Linked DNA regions of Sus scrofa: region 2 is linked to region 1. A link is a contact called in public Hi-C data. All regions are on one chromosome and are shown on one strand. Each heading gives the region's core, a stretch centred on a gene start, on an enhancer-like site or on the middle of the called end of the contact. The rest is flanking DNA. Distances are from core to core; before and after follow the strand shown.

Evidence for each region. Hi-C and Micro-C count contacts between places; a contact is called where the count stands out from the background.
Region 2: a contact with region 1 is called in a Hi-C map of liver, with 11 times the contacts expected there. The contact joins the promoter of GPANK1 here to the promoter of C7H6orf136 in region 1. A contact is called at or near these places in 1 of 47 Hi-C or Micro-C datasets (liver) and 1 of 2 datasets of contacts at active chromatin or transcription factors (skeletal muscle).

What each region holds. Positions count from the first base shown.
Region 1 is chr7:23,184,149-23,187,255 of Sscrofa11.1, reverse strand. C7H6orf136 (chromosome 7 open reading frame, human C6orf136) reads right to left here and starts at 1,526. Exons shown (of 6, transcript NM_001243459.1): 1 at 1,358-1,526; 2 at 1-68. The coding sequence starts at 1,429. It also overlaps a transcript of ATAT1 not described here.
Region 2 is chr7:23,778,579-23,781,770 of Sscrofa11.1, reverse strand. GPANK1 (G-patch domain and ankyrin repeats 1) reads left to right here and starts at 1,425. Exons shown (of 3, transcript NM_001145383.1): 1 at 1,425-1,950; 2 at 2,444-3,137. The coding sequence starts at 2,533. It overlaps CSNK2B (casein kinase 2 beta), which reads right to left and starts at 577. Exons shown (of 7, transcript NM_001145377.2): 1 at 569-577.

The sequences.
Region 1 (3,107 bases), core at 277-2,776:
GGAGAAATGGTTGTGGTGGAGTGGGGCCAAAGGGGTGGGAATGGTAGAGCCCTTGGAGAAAGCTGGTCCTAGGGAGGAGAAAAAAAGGGAGAAAGATAAAAATGCAGCTACATAATGCCCCTCCATCCAAACTGCCCGTTAACACGCTTCCGATCCCACTTGCTCTTCCTGACACGAGATGGAATTACTAGAGGAAAAATTCATCTCCATCTCTACTTAAGAGGAAACACTTTCTTGTGACAAAAGTACAAATGCCTCTCCCAAACATTAGCAATTAACTTTAGATTTAAGATTTCAACATTATTTGGGGGCAAGTTTGCCTCTCTCAAATGTGCAAGAATCCACATTTGAAGAATGACCAAATGAATGAATTAACAGGTCTCATAGATAAAATGATGTGGCCTGTAACACAGCTCCACGAGTGTGTGAGGCAGATGTATAGAGAAAAGAACATCCAACTGGAACTAGGAGACTTGAGTTCCAATTCTGTATGCAACCTTCAGGCACTCTCATTCCCTAAGCCTGAGTTTCCATTAAATGTCCTATAAACGAGAACTGTGAAGCCACAGAGTTATTATGAGGACTATATGAGATAATAAATATAAATAAAACTGCCTCCTGTAAAGCAATATATAAATGTAAGCTCATCATCTGGGCTCCTCTAATGACACGGAAAAGCCCAGGAGACTGTTAAAGGCTGGATGGACCTGGTTTACTGACGGTGAAACATCAATAAGGGGGAGGTTACCCCAAATCAGGCCTAAGCTCCCAAGAAAACCTCTAGGGGTCTCATTATCTAGGGGGGGACGGGCGGGCCGCGCAGGTACCTCCGTCCCCGACCGTGTCCCGGTGGCGCCGTCTCCGCCGGGGGCGTGGCCATCTTGCCCGCCCAGGCGCAGGGGCCTGAACCGGGTCCACCTGGGCCGGCCTTCCCGCCGGGACCGCTATCCGGGTGCAAGATGCGCGGGCTGCACAGCGCGGCCCGCAGGTCCGTCTGGTCGGCTCCTGGGCGGCAACGCGAACCTCTCCGCCCCCTGCCCTTCAAATCACCTCCAGACACAGGTAACCGCAGAGACGCGGGCGAAATGCGGACGAGCCCCGCCGCCCCAGCTTCAACCCCGCCTGCCTCCGCAGACCCGGGAAAACGCGCAGCCCATTGCGCATCAGGGCTGGCGACGCCAACCTCGCGTCCCCGCGACCCCTCGCCCCTCCACGCGCCGCTGGGCACAGGTGGGAAGGAATAGTGGGACGTCACCGCGCCTGCGCAGAACGGGACGCGCGCTCCGCCCCGGCTCTGAGGAGGGTCTCTCCCCGCCCCCTCCTCTCCCCTCCCCTCCCGCTTCCTCTCTGCTCTCACCTGGGGACGAGCCTGATAGGCACGGAGGCAGGAGCCGAGACGCCGGGCCGCCCCCCGGCTGGGCTGGTACATGATCTTCCGGGAGTGGAGAGAGCGCCTCTGGTGTCCGGTCTCCGGCCTCCTCACAGGGGTGAGCGCGCCCCGGAGCCGGCTTCTTGAAGGGGAAAGGAGGGGGGGTGAGGGACTGAGGGGAGGGAAACCGAGATGTTGCGCGCTTGCGCACTGCGGCGGGTTCCAGGGAGGCGGTGAGGCGCTGATCTGCAGTAAGTGCGCCTGCGCTAGCCGGATCGGAGGCTGCCTCAAGAGCGCTTGCGCAGTGGATTAGCGGCCTTGAGCAAGGCTCTCACCTGCGGCGCTTGCGCAAAAGTCGGAGATGATGGGGCTGAGCAGGGTGTGCCACGAATGAGGGGTGGGTTTGAAATAATGACAGTCGCATTTTTCATTAACTCTTGTGATAAAAATAAATACTTTATTTCTGTGGTTAAAAATAAGATACAAATGACTTGGCACTGATAAGAACGCCTGTCCAATGAATGAAAGGATGGATATATCCACTGTGAGGGTAAGCTTTGGCTACGTCCTGTGTGTGAGAGAGAAATAATACTGACTTTAAAGGTGTGAGAGGGAGCTGTGGTCACCAAGGCCTGGTACTGCGACTTTCCTGCAAGTTTCGAATGAACCTGGCGTTGAACATGTCCCCACCCATTGTCCAGGACCGGGCTGGTGGAGCCTGGGCCTGTGGAGGAACTGTGTGCAAGGGTTCTTCCCCAGACCCATCCTGTGACAAGACCTGCTCCTCACTGGCAGACCTAGTAGGCGGGGAGGGAGATAGAGAGTGGGTTACCGGGGTACACAGTGAGAATTAATATCACAGCTTCTTCAAAGTCTGTCGGTCTAGTGTAAAGGACATGTGATGGGGTATGAGGCTGGAACCATTAGTGCTATGTCCCAACTTGAAACCCCTCAGAGAACGCCAAAGGGAAGCAGTGAAGTTGAACCTAGGGGGAAAGAGGCTTGTAGGATGTTAGGTCAAAGGCTTTGTGGGAGGAACTGATACTCAATTCAGAGTGAGATTTAGGAGGAAGCAGCCGAGAGTGATGTTGGGAAAGAAGTCTGAGGCGGTGGGAGGCTGGTAGGGGAGGGGCTCAGACCTCACCTATTCTCTGTTTCCTGCTCCCCCTGCTTCAGTTCTTGGCTGCCTGTGGAAATACCAGGCATGTGTATGGGAAGTCTGGAGGAGGTTGTGAATATGGCCTTGATTTGAGGGTAAGAAGATGAGTAACTTACCTGTATTGGGGGGTGAGGAATTCACCTGCCCATGGCGGCTATAACAGCAGCTTTGGGCTACCAGCCCTGGGGGAGTCCCCCTGTAGAAGAAATGTGAGATGATGGGGAAGAGGGCCACAGGATGAAATATGGGTGGGTACGGAGGAATTAAGAGGAGAAGAATAAAAGCAACAGCATAGGAATAGAGGGAGGGGTGGTCATCATTCCTATGGGGCTTTAATCTAAGTTGTGTCCCAAAGAAGGGAAGGGAGCTCACTTTATACCCCAAGATTTCCTGGAGCAGTCCTGATTTGCTGCTTTTTTATTTCTGATTGAGGTAATGTGTTAAAAGTAAGGCTAAATGTGATCTAAATCATATCATAAAAACAGATACAAATATAGGCAAAAAAAATTTTGTTGGACCAGGTGCCCTGATGTTTGGTTTGGAAAACATGGTTACCTTAATTATCAGATACCTCAGCCG
Region 2 (3,192 bases), core at 176-2,675, 590 kb before region 1:
TCCCTGCCTCTGATATCCTCCCTCTTCCCACACTTTGCCCTCCAACCACAGAAGAATTTAGGGCCACCCTTTCTTAAAGGATCCTAGACTGGAGCAGTTCTCTCCAGCTCCTCCTATTCACACCTCAACCCCTTTTTTCAGAGACAGGAAATTCTCTGGGGTCCCAACACTTGTGTGTAACCGGCAGGTCTTGACCCATTAGTCCTATCCACATCCCTAACGCTCCCCAAGGCCAGGCCCCTCTCTCCTCTATGTCAACTCCAGCAGGGCCTGCGGCTCAGATTCCCTACCCCCGCAAGTCTCCGTTTGTCCCCGGCCCCATTCCCAAGGTTTCCGAAGTTTCTTTCCAGGCAAGAGCTAAGCTCCTCTTTTTCTCAAAGTCTGGGGATGGCAGTTAGGTCCCTTTCACGGGAGTCTCCTTATCCCGCCTCCATCCTTCAGACCACCCCCTCCTTCCTTCGGTCCCGGACCTGGTCACTTCCTTCCCCACCCCCACATCAAGGCACGGAGACCCCTTGTGCCGCGCCCAGGAACAGGGGACGCGGCGCGGCAACGACCTCAGACTCACCGGCTGGACGGGGACTGGGACCGGGGGGGCGGGGAGGGGAGGGGAGTTTCTGCTTCCAAGGAACCGCGGCGACGGCTACAACGCAGGCCGCGGATCCAACCGCGGCAGGCGAAGTGGGGCGGGGGGAGTGGAAACTGGGGAGGGTGGGGAAGAGGGCAACGCGCAAGCGCTTAAAATCGTGCGCCGCGGTGAACGCCGGGAGATGGAGTCCTCGGAAGCTAGAAACTGGCGCAACTGAGAAAGGGCGAACTACGAATCCCAGGACGACCCGCCCACGACCCTGGTGTCGCGAGGCCCCTGAGGGAAACGCTCCGGGGCGGGGCGTAGGGAGCCGCCACCGGAAGCGGAAACGCAGTACCGTGTTCTGGGCCAGGGAGCCTGGGAAATATAGTCGAGTGATCTTATCACCGTGGGGCTGAGAGGGGGCGGGGAAAGGAACAAGACAGGCTGGATCATTTACTGCCGCTCCCTCTCACACAACGAGCCTCAGGCGTGCGGCCCTGCTACCCAGACCATTGACCTCATCACCGACCAGCTGCCTGGCCCTTATCGCTTGTGGAGCCCCCCTGTCCGAGTCAGCCTGCCAAGGAGACCCTCAACGGGGCCCATATTTCACTCAAGGGTTTGATCTCCTGAGGTGGGAGGTGAGGCCGGGTTCCGCGCTGAGGGACCTGGGTAGGGTGTGCTGGCTGAGCTGAGAGGTGTGAGAATCGGGAAGGTCCCGTGCGCTAACCTGAGGTGGCGCCAGCCATTCTGTTGCTCGTCCCCTTGCACTTCTCCATTTCCTTTTAAGGCTTGAACAGGGCCTTCTGCTGCGGGTGCTAAGTGCGACCTTCCAACCCTGGTCAGATTAATGGTGAGGGGCTGCGTGACTATTTCATTTCACGGCTTCTGGGCATTCTCCGCCTCAGGGCCTTTCTTAACCCAGAGGGTGGTTTCCCAGGTCCAGAAAATGAGCTTGGAGCGGGGGCCACGTTGAGGGAGGCGAAGAGCATTGTGGGGGCGTTAGGTAAAAGCAGGACCCCAACCGACAGATATTTCTCGATCCTCGCGCTACCAGGGCACGTGGCGTTTTGCGCTTGTGTTATTGGAAAGATTCCAGGGCGGGAAATAGCCCGGAGCAGCGCGCCTGCGTGCTCCAGTATTGTTTTTGTTTGTCCCCCGCCCGCTCCCCATTCAGCTGCGCATGCGGCTTTGACTGTGGACGCCTTTGCTTAGAGTAGCGCCATTTTGCAGTACGGAAGCTGCAAAGCAACGAGTGGAACCTCCCCGCGAATCGGCTTCCTGCTTCCGGACAAATGTCAAGTCTGTTTTTGTTTAAGAATACCCCGAAATAGGATCCAGGAAGATTTAAAGAGCCAGGCTGATTGTTTTCCTTAATGGTATGTCCCGCGCAGTTGTAAAGTAGTTTCAGAGAAAGGCTGTTATTATTGATGGTGAGGATGGAGTGGGGGCAGAGCACAGGACTTCTGGGCAACTGTCTTACAGAGTCTACTTTGTTAACCTTTACTAAGGGGCATGGTCTGTTACCATAGGGTTTCCTATTTTTACACAATCCGTGGTCCTCGGGGTTCACTTTCCGCGTAGGAGGGTTTTTGTTTGTTTTTGTCTTTAGGGCTGCACCGGTGGCATATGGAGGCTCCCAGGCTAGAAATGGAATTGGAGCTACAGCTGCTGGCCTACACCACAGCCACAGCAACGCAGGATCCAGCCGTGTCTGCAACCTACACCACAGCTCACAGCAACGCCGGATCCTTAACCCACTGATCTGAGGCCAGGGATCGAATCTAATCAGGTTTGTTAACCACTGAGCCACGAAGGGAACTCCCGGGAGGGGATTTTTGATTCTAAGGATACTTGTTTTTATCCCAGCAGGTGTCTGTAGGTGATTCTGGTCATTGCAGGACCATCTGGGACTTGGCTTCCCCCTGCCTAATCTCATTTTCCCAACTCTCCCCAAAGCCATGTCCGGGTCCTCCCTCATTAACTTTACCCCAGCCACTGACCCCAGTGATCTCTGGAAAGATGGGCAACTGCAGTCACACCCTGAAGAGCTGGAGCCCACCCTGGATGGGGCTGCAGCCCGGGCTTTCTATGAAGCTTTGATTGGGGACGAGGACAGCACCCCTGAGCCCCAGAGATCTCAGCCTGAGCCTGCTAGAAAGAGGAAGAAAAGACGAACGATGAGGGAGACTACAGCAGGAGCATCAGGAGAAGATGGACAAAGGAGATCCCTTGAGGCAGAGGACAAGATGACCCAGCAGATACTGAGGGCAGCCCAGGAGGGGGACCTGGCAAAACTGAAAAAGCTGTTGGATCCCCATGAGGCAGGGGGAGCTGGAGGGAATATCAACGCTCGAGATGCTTTCTGGTGGACCCCACTGATGTGTGCTGCCCGAGCAGGCCAGGGGGCAGCTGTGCGCTATCTCCTGGGCCGTGGGGCGGCCTGGGTGGGGGTCTGCGAGCTGGGTGGCAGGGATGCTGCTCAGCTGGCGGAAGAAGCAGGCTTCCCTGAAGTGGCCCGCATGGTCAGAGAGAGCCCCGGAGAGACAAGGAGTCCAGAGAACCGGTAAGGGGAAGCCTTATCTTTCATTGTGTTCTGCCCTTCCTCACACTTCACACAG